2 separate regions of the Lactuca sativa genome follow, and region 2 is linked to region 1. A link is a contact called in public Hi-C data. All regions are on one chromosome and are shown on one strand. The core of a region is the stretch at or near the end of the contact, and the rest is flanking DNA. Distances in the headings are between cores, read along the strand shown.

Region 1 (6,361 bases), core at 2,852-5,351:
TTATGATTTGGAATTGCCTCTTTGATCACAACAACAATAAAGTCGCCAATATGAGCATATTATATATATATATATATATATATATATATATATATATATATATATATATATATATATATATATATATATATATATATATATATATATATATCCTCACATAATTTTTTTTATATAAACTTATTTTCATGGGGCCTTTTTTTTGTATTTGCACCGGGCCTAAGATAACTTAGGACCAGCCCTGTTAACACCTTAATGACAAACTTTTTAAGTGTTGATGTGACCATTCATATGAAACCCACCACTTTACTAGTAGTTAAATAAAGAAATAAGTGAGGTAAATTTTCTTTGTATCTTTAAAGCCTACATATGTTATACGGTCATGCCTGGTGAAATCATTAATCTCATTTTTGTAGCCATCGAAACCCCAAAACTCCCTTGTGTACCTTATATTTGGGGAGCTCGATGTGAATCTTTAACTCATCTTCTTTCGAAAATGACAACTTATGTATGCATTCCATCAACCCCTTAATCAGCTCACTATCATCTTCCACTCTCGATTTGTTTTAATATAATCCTTGATTCAAATAGTGGTCGACCGCGCACAAATCTTCGTACAATTGATAATCCCACCTTTTTTTTATATATTTCTTTTTTTTGTTGTTGTTGAAAGACAAGACAATCATCTTGTTTGTCATGTTCACGGATTCATAGATGTACAACATATGATACATTTTTCAATATCTACCTATCAAAGCATTGTTAATAACTATTAGGGGTAGGATCCTTGACTTATATTCAGGTTTCTCAAATACTTCTGAAGCCTGAGGATCGTAAAACAAATCATGGGATCCTGGCTATTACCACGGATGAAACAATAATTACTAGGATTGACAGACTCTATAAGAGACGTGAATTAAATAACAAGATCAATGAAGATCAAAGTATTGTCGAATGCTTTAATATAAAAGGCAGGCAGGTTAGCTGCACTTAATCCCACATCGATTGGGAAAGAGAACTAAGCATTCCTTATAAGGGGTGTGGATACCTTCCCTATCACAACGTGTTAACATCCTAATTCTCAGGTATGAGATTTAGTATTTAAAAGCCAAATTTCCCTTGGAACTCGTTGAGTTGATGGCCTCAACTCGATGTGTTGAACGACTTTGGGCCGCACATCTTTTTGGACAAACTCAACGAGTTGGAGAGGAAAACTCGACGAGTTGGCAGCTTAATGAGAAACCCTAAATTTTAGGGTTTGCACCCTATATAACCCCTTAAGTCCTTGAGACTGATATTTTATCAGCCTCCAAACCCTAACATTGGCCTTGTAACCCTAATCTTCATTTCCACCTTATTGTGTGAGTTAGTGTGTGGCTTTTTGGAGTAAAGAGGGAGAAGATTGAAGGAAGGAGGCAAGGATCTAGCAAGCTAAGCTCACATCTGCAGTTTGTCACTCTTTGGACCATGTAGGTATTCAAGATATGAATTTTTATCTATTTATGTAGCTAGATCTTGAGTTTGGTCCCTTTTTCAGTCTTTTTCTTGGGTGTTGCAATGGAAGGGCTTCATAAAGTTCGCAACTTTATGAATCTATAGGTCAAGGTGACCTTGGAGTGGGTTAGATCTGGTCATTTGCCAAGTTTTGATGCCATGCATGGAGTTTATGTCATATTTCCCCTTTTGGCTCATTTTTGGTTCAAGCCATGCATTGGACATGCATGTCTATAAAGCACCCACCTTTGGGACGTCTTTGAGGCTAGAATCTCTCTTGGATTAAGTTGGGTTCTAGATCTCAAGGATTTTGTGCTTAATGGTTAATCCTTTGAGTTTTCAAGCCTTATGGAACGGTTTTTGAGCATTTGGAGTAGTTCCAAGGGATAAAGTTGGAAACTTTATGCTTTTAGATACATTTGGAGTTTAGATCTGAGCCTTAAAGTCCCTGAAATCGAGGAATCAGTTTTATGTGTTAAGTTGGGGAAAACCCATCGAGTTGTCTAGACAACTCGACGATTTGGCTAGGGGTTTCCCTGACTTTCTGAGTTTTGTAGAACTTGACGAATCCAAGAGGTGCACTAGATGAGTTGGGTCAATATGGACTGTTGACCTTGACCGTTGACTTTGACTTTGACCGTGGTTGACCTAGTTGGACTTTTGAGGGCATTTTGGGTATTTTGAGATTTTGATGGAATTGGTCACTTGATGGTTGTAGGCATTCAAGTCGGGAGCCGGGATTTGAAGTTATATTTTATCAGTTCAGCTACTTGTGAGTTGAGTCTTCCTCACTATACTTTCTGGTCGAAGGCACCAAGGCCAGCCCATTGGTTTAATAACCTGATATTGTTGACATACTGAGCATGATGTAGATTGCATGATAGAATTGATATGCTAGTCTGGTAGATCTGTAGAACTGCCTATGATACTGTTTATTTATCTGTATATGAAGTTATTTCTTATTTGTCGACATATTGTGTGGGTTGGGTTGAGGTTGTACTGCTTCGTGTTGTAGCCAACAAACCCCTATTATGCCAGATATGAGCTGATGGCCAGGAAGGGCATGCCAGATTCATACTGCAGACTCATGAGCATTTTAAATACGAGTTGAAAGTCGGGAAGCTCATGCTAGACTCATACTGAGGGCTTAGCGGTATTCAGTCCAAAGACTGATTAGGTCGGGGAGCAAGCCAGACATAAGCTATGGGCTGAAGGCAAACCAGACTTATGTTGTGGGCTCAGGGGTAATCCAGTCTGTTAAGCTGTGGGCCCATTGCATATTATTATATTTTGTGCTATTTGTTATGTATTGGTATTTTAGGGGAACTCACTAAGCTTTGGGCTTACAATTTTGGATTATATTTCAGGCACCTCAGAGGATCGTATGAAGGCGAAGGCGTGATCGTGCACCTCCTCATATTTTGTTTTTATGATTTTGGGGTTTCTCTGATGTGAAACTTAATTTAAAAACAATTTGTAAACAACAATGGTTTGTGGTTTATTTTAAAAGTTTAAATTTTTCCAGAATTTTTCGAATGTTACAAGTTAGTATCAGAGCCTTGGTTTGAGTGAATTGGAGGAATACTCGTGTGAATCCAGTCTCAAACTAAGGAAAAGGTTTTCAAAATACTTAAGGAGGATGCGATGTGTATGATCAACTAGAGCCAGTAAGTAGACCCCAAAATACCATACTATTATTTGATATCGTGTTATGTTAGAACAACATGCTAGTGATAGACTAGGGATCTTTAGGAATCGCATGATAGAATTGTTTGATTATATGATGACTAATAGCCTAGGTCCTTTATTTTATGGTACCGAGACGGTGACAAAGATCACCAAGATGTTCACAGAGAGGGCTATGTTCTGCCCTGAGTTTGCTGCATCTTAGCAGGATCAGATGACCCGTTACTTGAGCCTGCTCAAGACGAGGATCAGGAAGAATGTTTCTACTCAGCGCTACAGTTCATTGTTGGAGATGCATGGAGCCGTCAGGCGATGTGAGATTGAGATTGATATGCAAACGAGAGAGTAGAGGCCGGCCCCAGCACCGTCGCAACCTGCGCCAAATCGGTTTAAGACCGTTGATGTCATATCTGGGGGCCGAAAGTGCCGCACTTGCGGGAAGTGCGACAAGGCACACGAGGGTGCTTGTTGATCATCGTCGGGGTGCCACAATTGTGGCAGTCAGGGTCACATGGCGAGGGATTGCCACCAGCAGGCTTTAACACTCAGTTCCAGGATTTGTTATCATTACGACCAGGTTGGCAATGTGAAGGCCAACCGTCCATCGCTTTCTGCCAGGCCGGTGTTGGCTCCAACACTGGCTAGTTTGAGGATCACTGACGGGAGTCAGGGCATGGCGGAGCCCCTGAGGCTCGAGGTAGTACTTTCTAGCTCACTGCAGAGGAGGCCAGGAAAGCACTAGATGTTGTGACTAGTATGTTTCTATCCCTTATCTTATTGATTATGTTTGTTTTATGCTCATTTGTTTGTACCTTTGGTAGGTACATTTCTAGTGAACTCATTACCTACTTTAGTGTTGTTTGACTCGGGTGCAAGTCGATACTTTGTTTCTTGGTCTTTCAGTAGGGAGTTTGCTTTGCCCATATGGGGAGTTGGACTGTCCGTTGCGAGTTTCTATATGGGGTTTTTGCTTCGTCCGTTTTTCAGGGTTGCGTTCTGGAGATCTTTGGGGTTTCCTTTTCGATCAATTTAATTCCGATTCCCATGGGAGATGTTTGCGTTATTTATGGAGAGGGTACCAGGTTGGGTTTAGGGTTTTGTTCGGCAACTAGGGATCGACAGTATATTCAGCACTGGTGTGCAGGTTACTTGGCTTATGTGGTGGACACGCAGGTTGGAGATCAGGTGTCGGTTTCTAACGTTCCAGTTGTTAGGGAGTTCCCTCATGTATTCCTGGAGGGGTTACCAGGTTTTCCTCCTGAGAGGAAGGGAGAATTCAGGATCAACATTGTGCCAGGTGCGACCCCTATTGCTAATTCGTCGTACGGATTGGCACCGCCTGGGATGCAGGAGCTGTCATATCAATTGAAAGAGTTGCTAGGCAAGCAGTTCATCCGTCCGAGTAGTTCTCTGTAGGGAGCACCGTTTCTATTTTTCAAGAAGAAGGATGGTTTGCACCGGATGTGCATCGATTATAAGGTGTTGAACAAGTTGTCGGTGAAGAAACGTCATCCCCTTCCACGGATTGATGATCTCTTTGATCAGTTGCAGGGAGCATCTTGGTTCTCCAAGATTGATATGAGGTCTGAGTACCATCAGGTCAGGGTGAGGGAGGAGGACGTGGAGAAAACCACGTTCCGGACTCGTTATGGGCATTACGAGTTCGTGGTGATGCCATTTAGGCTCACCAATGTGCCTGCGATACTTATGGGTTTGATGAATCGGGTATGCAGGTCGATGCTCAATTACTCAGTTATTGTGTTCATTGATGATATCTTGGTGTATTCCAAGACCAGAGAGTAGCATGAGGAGCATCTTCACAAGCTTTTGGGGATTTTGAGGCGATAACAGCTTTATGATAAGTTCTCGAAGTGTGAGTTTTGGTTGCGAGAGGTTCGGTTCCTTGGACACCTCGTTAACCAAGACGGGATTTTGGTTGATCCAGCCAAAATCGAGGTAGTGATGCAGTGGGAGGTTCCAAAATGTCCCTCGGATATCAGGAGCTTTATGGGTTTGGCAGAGTACTATCAGAGATTTATTCAGGATTTCTCTAAGATTGTAGTACCACTCACTCGTCTGATGAGGAAGGGGTGGATTTCTAGTAGGGCATTGAGCAACAGTCCGCATTTGAGACCCTTCGGCAGAGACTTTGCGAGGCCCCAATTTTGACCTTCCCAAAGGGAATTGAGGATTTTGTGGTTTTTTGTGATGCATCCATCATCGGCTTGGGAGCAGTCCTCATGTAAAGAGGATGGGTGATAGCTTATGCTTCGTGGCAGTTGAAGCCACATGAGACGAGATATCCCACGCATGATTTTGAGTTAGAGGCGGTGGTTTTCACCCTTAAGATTTAGAGACATTACCTTTATGGAGTCCTCTGTACTATCTACACGGACCACAAGAGTTTGATGCATATTATGGATTAGCTAACCTGAACATGAGGTAGCACAAGTGGCTGAGCTTAGTCAAGAATTATAACTGTAAGATCCTTTACCATCCGGGTAAAGAAAATGTGGTAGCGGATGCCCTAAGCCACAAGTCGGCTGGATCTTCTATTTCGGTGATATATATATATATATATATATATATATATATATATATATATATATATATATATATATATATATATATATATATATTTGGATTCTCTACTTATAGGTTTGATTAGGGAGGCTCAGACTACGGGTGTTCGAGAGGAGAATTGGAAGATTGAGAGGACCAGGGGTGAGATTACTAGGTTTGTTTCGGATAGTCGTGGGTTGTTGACCTGTTGCAGTCGGATATGGGTTCCTATGTCTGGTGGGTTTAGAAAGATCGTGCTGGAGGAGGCTCATAAGTCTCGCTTCTCTATTCACCCGGGGGCGACCAAGGTGTATCGGGATCTAAGATTGAGTTATTGGTGGCTGTGCATGAAGAAAGAGATAGCTTGATACGTCGAGAGATGCTTGACCTGCAGGATGGTCAAGGCCGAGCATCAGAGGCCGTATGGAACGCTGCAACCTTTGGAGGTTCCCATGTGGAAATGGGAGCAGATATCGATGGACTTTTTCACCAAGTTGCTAAAGACGACAAAGGATTTTGATGGTATTTGGGTCATTGTGGACCGATTAACCAAGAGTGCCCACTTCTTAGCAATTCGGGAGAGCTCGTGGTTCGAGAAATTAGCCGATGTGTATATTCGCGA
Region 2 (6,361 bases), core at 2,302-4,801, 220 kb after region 1:
TAAAATATCATATCCGAGTACTCATCGCCTAGACCGAATATTTGTTACTCTCTAGGCAACCGAATGAGTACCAAATAGTGAGTTCCGCAACAATGATACCAAGTAAACATGTTGGTATCCAAATAAGTTAATACTATATATACGACGATGCTTGTAATTAAATTTATATACTAAATATAGTTGGCAAGGTAAAGTGAACGAGAAAAAAAAATGATATAGTATCGTATTCACTCCTAATTAAACTTAGATAGATAAACATAAACAGAACTCTCTATAAGTTGGATAAACTAATTCTTATATATTTTAAGAATTTAAAATGTTATGATTGTCGACATATGTAATTTAAAAAATTATAACTAGACTAGGACGAGTGATGGATATTAGAAAGTCAACTATTTTCATCATAGAATACCCATCATTAAAGTTAATATTACATGTAATAATTTGATAACATAATAATGCCATTTCGTTCATAAATAAAACTAGAAGACGTAGCATACATGCCCTACATAGAAATATTATTATTGGAGCGTAATTTGAAATAAATATTGGGTTGTGGGCACTATAGCAATGTGATTTTCCTTAACTTAATATGTGCATACAATCTTATAACATGCAGAAACAAGTTTACAATTTATGGAACCTTAATATTTAGCTTTAATCTCCAGCTAAAAAAATTAATAAAAATCATTCCATTCTTTAGTATGGAGTAATCAACTAATCTTTTACAAAAAGAGAAAAAAAAATCTAACTAATATTCATGGTATTTTCCAAGATTTTTTTAGAACGCGACATTAACAAAAAAAAAAAAAAAAGCTAGCAAAAGGTAGGAATTACATATAAAGAGTTTGAAAAAAGCACATTTCACCCGCTCTAATCAATTAAGACAAAATTTAGGATTTCTAGCTCTAATCCAAAAGAACCATTGAGACCGAATAGAATCCCAAATTAAAGACTTAATAGGTATGTGGTTGCTAAAAAGCAACATAGTGCAAAAAGACCAAATAAACCAAAACATGGTCAAGCAAGCATCATCCAACCATCTTTTAACATTGTCGGCAAGACGCACTTGATCAATCCAAGCAACCCAAACCGAAAAGAGCTAAAGATTGGAATGTCCAATTCCCACCAAGTTGCAAAAAGTTCCACAAATCCACCGCCATGCCACAAGAAAAGAAGATATGATTGATTGTCTCCACATCAAGATCACATATAGGACACCTAACAGAGCCAATATCAATACCTCTCATATCCAAATTGACTCTAGTAGGGATTTTATTCAAATTTATCCTCCAAAAAAGCACATTCACCTTGGAAGGGAGAAGCCGATTCCATCAAATAGAGCCGATACCAACCTCCAATAATTTGGAATCAATAAAAGACCTAGCAGAAGCGACATAAAATCCCGTAGAAGCATCAATGGATCAAGTCCATGTATCCAGATCAGAATAAAATCTAACTAGATTAATAAACTCCCGTAAACCTGCAAATCGGAGGGTCTCCACACCTCCTCTCGGAGGCCTTCTAAAAACCGAGAACCATTCCAAAGGACGCAATCGATCAGAGACTTTACACATCTTATCATCTAACATGTAAATCCGAGGAAATTGCACTTTAAGACTTCGAGATCCGCACCAGACGTCATCCCAAAACAAAGTATTAGCACCATCACCCACCTTTCGAATGCCAAAGAGAGCAAACCAATTCCTTTCTCTTTGAGATTTTTAGTAGAATTAAGAATTGCAATCTAAGGACTCAACGCAAATCTAGGCATCCCCCTTCTCCCTATAAAACCATCAACACCATAAATATTGGAGATGACCTTTGCCCATAAACAGGCAGGATACAAATAGAACCTCCAAATCCATTTGAATAGAAGAGATCTATTTAAAGCAAAAATACTCCCAATACCCAAGCCTCCAAGCTCTTTACTAGCCATACACTTATCCCATGCCACCCAAGTCATTTTTTATCATTCAAATCACCACAATAAAAAAACTATTCCTCATTGATTCCAAAAGTCCCTCAACAGTCCTCGAAATTTTATAAAGAGACATGTAATAAGTAGGTAAATTTCCAAGAACTATCTTAATCATAGTTAATCTAGCACCAACAGAAAGGCAATTAGCTTTGCAACTAGAGAGCTTCTGCTTGAATTTGTCAATAACACCTTTCCAGTTAGAAATATGAGACATATTGCAACCTACAGGAACACCAAGATACGAAAAAGGCAAAGAAGAGACCTCGTAACTAAGAACCTGCACCATCAAAGTCACGTCCAAATCAGAGACCCCAATACCAAGAATCTTACTCTTTTGGACATTTATTTTAAGACCAAAAGATATAAAAAAAATATCTCAAAAGACAAATCAAACTATTATCATTTCTAAGCGACCCTTCTCCTATGAAGATGACATCATTAGCATACATCAAATAAGAGACAGTAAGGCCACGAGAATAAATAGGGGTACCTCTGAATATACCTATATGTAAGGCTCTACGAATAACAACATGCAAACCCTCCATAGCCAAGATAAACAGAAAATGTGAAAAATGATCACCTTGACGAAGACCCCTACAAATTTTGAATTCATCAGTAGAAGAGTCGTTAATTAAGATAGAAGTCCGAGCATTCATAAGGCAGCATACAATCCATTTTCTCCATTTACACCCAAACCCAAAATCTGCCAAAATAAGATCCAAATAGTCCCATCTAAGAGAATTATAGGCATTTTCAAAATCTACTTTAAAAATAGGCAAGGATCGATTACTCTTATAATACCACTCCATAATTTCATTAAGAATGAGAGGACCATCCAAAATATTTCTGCCTTTAATAAACGCGTATTGTTCACCACTAACACACCCACCAATAACTTTACTTCACCAATTAGCTAACAGTTTACCAATAATTTTGTATTAGCATTCGATTAAGCTAATAGGCCTATAATCAGAAACAAACATAGCATTAGCAATTTTCAGTATCAAAGCTAAAAAAGAAGAATTACACCCTTTAGGAAAGCATGAAGAGATCGCAAAATCCTCCATAGAGCAAACGACATCATCTTCCACAATATCCCAAATGGCTTTTATAAAATTGAAATTAAAACCATTAGGACGAGGAGCCTGATCACTACCACGATCCCACACAACCCTTTTGATTTCATCACACGAGAAAGGAGTCTCCAGATTTGAAGACTGAATAGAAGAAAGCCAATTTAGCATATCAACCCCACACCAAAACCATGAGCCAGAAACAAGAGCGAAACGTTTCCAAAAATGATCAAAAAACTCGACGTTAACAAGACCCAGGTCAACAATCCAACTCCCATCTCGCATAACACCTATACTAACCATCTGTCTTCGCTTCTTTTCAAGAATACCATGAAAAAACTTAGAATTTTCATCACCTTCTACCGTCCATTTAACCTTAGCCTTCTGTGACACATCAATAGCCTCGCGGTTATTAATTTCAGCCAATTTATTAACCGAATCATTTCTACTTCCCACTTGCTCTTTCGTAGCAATTCCACGATCAATGAGACTATCCATGGCAGCCAACTGATTAGAATGGAATTCCTTATCAACATGAAGTCTAACACGATTGGAAGCATTCCAAATTCTAATGACCTTCTTCAAATTTCATAGCTTCTTTTTTAAAAGCAACCATGCCATTAGAATCAAAAATACCATCTTGAGTCCAGGTCTTGACCTCTAGCTCACGAAAATCATCCATAAGTAACCAAGAATTAAAAAACCGAAAAGTAATAAGACCATAATCAACTTTCTTTTGAAACAAGAGAATAGGTCTATGGTCTGGAATAAATTTTTCCAAAATCACAACTTAAGAATCTAGAAAATTTTCAAGGAGAGAATCAGAAATCAGAAACCGGTCAAGTTTGCTCATCTTTTGCACCATCTATCCAACCAAGGGAAATACTAACCCACTTTATCCTCTTTCTATATTTTTTCTCTCTCATTTTCTCTTGTACCATGTGTTTTAAGACTTGTACCTTAGTTATTTTGCATTTTTTTAATTGAGTGGGTTGAGAAAGATATGATCTTCGCGTGTTGTGAGTTGGAAAAGATTAAAAGAAAGAAGGAAAAACTGATGCGACAGTGGGTTAGGAGGGAATGACTCCCTCCTCCCTAATGGATTTTGAGATCCATTTGAAGATTGAAGACCATTAGCATCAATTTTTCAAATGTATGACTAAACCTGTAAAATGGTGCAAAGCAGAAGGATCAAAACTATAATTCACTTTTTGTTTTCACATATACTAGTACCAAAACAACAAGAAGTGGAAATCACATAGATACCATCTATCAAGTTTGTAAAAATTGGATTGAAATTAGGAATTTAGCAACACACAAAGACTATTTATGTAGTTTCCTCTTTATATACGAAACACAATTCACTAAAACTGTTTGATTTTTTACACGTTTTGTTACTTTTCTCATCTTGGGTCAATTTTTTCCTAAGAACATTTTGCCCGACTGAATTCAAAATATTTCAATATGTATGCCATTGTATTTTCGTAGCTTCTTTTTTAGATAAAAAAGAGTATATTTTTTCTTCAAAAGAAAACATACAAGTTGTAAAACCAGAAAATGGAAGGCGCGAGCTTTAGGGATTGAGTGGGGAATGAGGAGGGTTTGTTAGAGGTGTTTTCTCATGATGTGTCATCACTTGCTATGTCCTACATAGATCTTTCTAGGGATTTGTAGGCTTATAAATGTACAACTTATGAAGCAATATGTGCTATTGTTAAGCTACACATTTAACAACTTGTATCTACATGTGACTACTAAGTGGAAATCTTTTCACACACAAGACTCTTCACAAAGGATAGCATGAGCATCTCTATCCACATCTAATTGATTTTTTATTATTATTTCATTTTCTTTATATTGAATGAAATATAATTTATATAATTACGTTCTAGACGCGTTCCAAACATTTCCTTATGTTAATAACTTTCAGATTGATATAAGCAAGTAAGCAAGTTAGGGGTTATGGCATCTCCAAATCAAGATCATTTATATTGTTAAAAACATTTTTAATGAAAATGCTTCGATCTAACTCTATTCTCAACTTCAAAAACAATGTTATAAATAAAATAACATCAAAAATTAGGTTTTACTTATATTCACCAACAAATCTTTTTGTGTCAATATATTAGTCAGGAATAACTCAATCTTTTCTTAAGCGTAGTCCAATTTTTTTTTTTAGGGATAACGTGGTAATATAAAATAATGCAGAAAAAATTACATTAGTAGACGAAATTTTAGAGGTAGCACGGCCTAGCCGTGGCTTCTTAAATTTGTTGATTTTGTTTGTTTTTGTAATGTTTAAAGGTATTTATGGATCGTATATTTCAGCCATCGAAAGAAGTAGGTTTGATGAGGTTGGTTTATTTACTTATAAATTTTAGCGAGACTCATGTATTATATGAGTTTATTTAAAAAAAAAATATGAAATTTTAGCAATTTAAAAGTTTAAATTTATAAGAAAAATAAGAAAAATTTTGAATTATTAAAATTAATGAGGCTTTAATGTATTGAATACATTACATATATAAACAATTTCTAATAAATATTTTACATATATATTACCATACATATTAAATGTGAAATTTTAATTTAATAAAATGAAAAATACAATAAAATGAAAAGTGGAAAATAGAAAACTCAAAAATTCCAGAAAATGTGATGTGTCTAAACGAAGGAGAAGAGGGCATATGATAAAAAGTTATTTATTTATTAGGAAGGATACGGTGCCAATCTTGAATTTTGATATCGGAAATAAAACCAAAATTTTTGGGCTAATTTCTAGGTTTGTTTTTTTCCACAATTAAGAATTAGCCCTTCTATTTTTCTCAGTGACATCGTTAACACCTGACTTCTATGTACACACCAAAACTATTTGAAAATCTTTTTTCTACTATATGCCACTATTATTTTTTCCAGTGTTACACTTAGTATAAAATATTATGTCCATCCCGTATCAGTGGATGATTATCTTAGTGTCATGTGTGGGAGCAGTAGAGATGAAGTCTCGTGGAGTTATTTCTTATTTTAAAATTTGTTGAATATCAAAAGTATAGAAATATAGAATATAAATCAAAGGGGTATATTAGTCATTTTGAAAAATGTCAAATCAAATCCGTAATTTTGAAAATGTCAGACGGTAACCAAAAAGTTGGTAAACAGCGACCATTTTGGTAAATTTAAAATTAACGAAAAACTTGTATAATAGAAACAAAAACTCATTATTCTAAATTGATGAAATCTAGAGACAAAAAAGTATATATTCTAAAATTAACGAAAACTTGTATACTAGGCAGTAGGGAGGATCAAC

What was found. Hi-C and Micro-C count contacts between places; a contact is called where the count stands out from the background.
Region 2: a Hi-C map of leaf shows a contact between it and region 1, with 4 times the contacts expected there. The contact joins the promoter of LOC122194801 here to the promoter of LOC111913879 in region 1. A contact is called at or near these places in 2 of 4 Hi-C or Micro-C datasets (both in leaf).

The regions. Positions count from the first base shown.
Region 1 is chr6:6,521,815-6,528,175 of Lsat_Salinas_v11, forward strand. LOC111913879 reads left to right here and starts at 4,102. Exons shown (of 1, transcript XM_023909593.1): 1 at 4,102-4,593. The coding sequence starts at 4,102. The coding sequence ends at 4,593.
Region 2 is chr6:6,740,799-6,747,159 of Lsat_Salinas_v11, forward strand. It overlaps LOC122194801, which reads right to left and starts at 3,552. Exons shown (of 3, transcript XM_042896032.1): 1 at 2,963-3,552; 2 at 2,650-2,857; 3 at 1,977-2,258. The coding sequence starts at 3,552. The coding sequence ends at 1,977.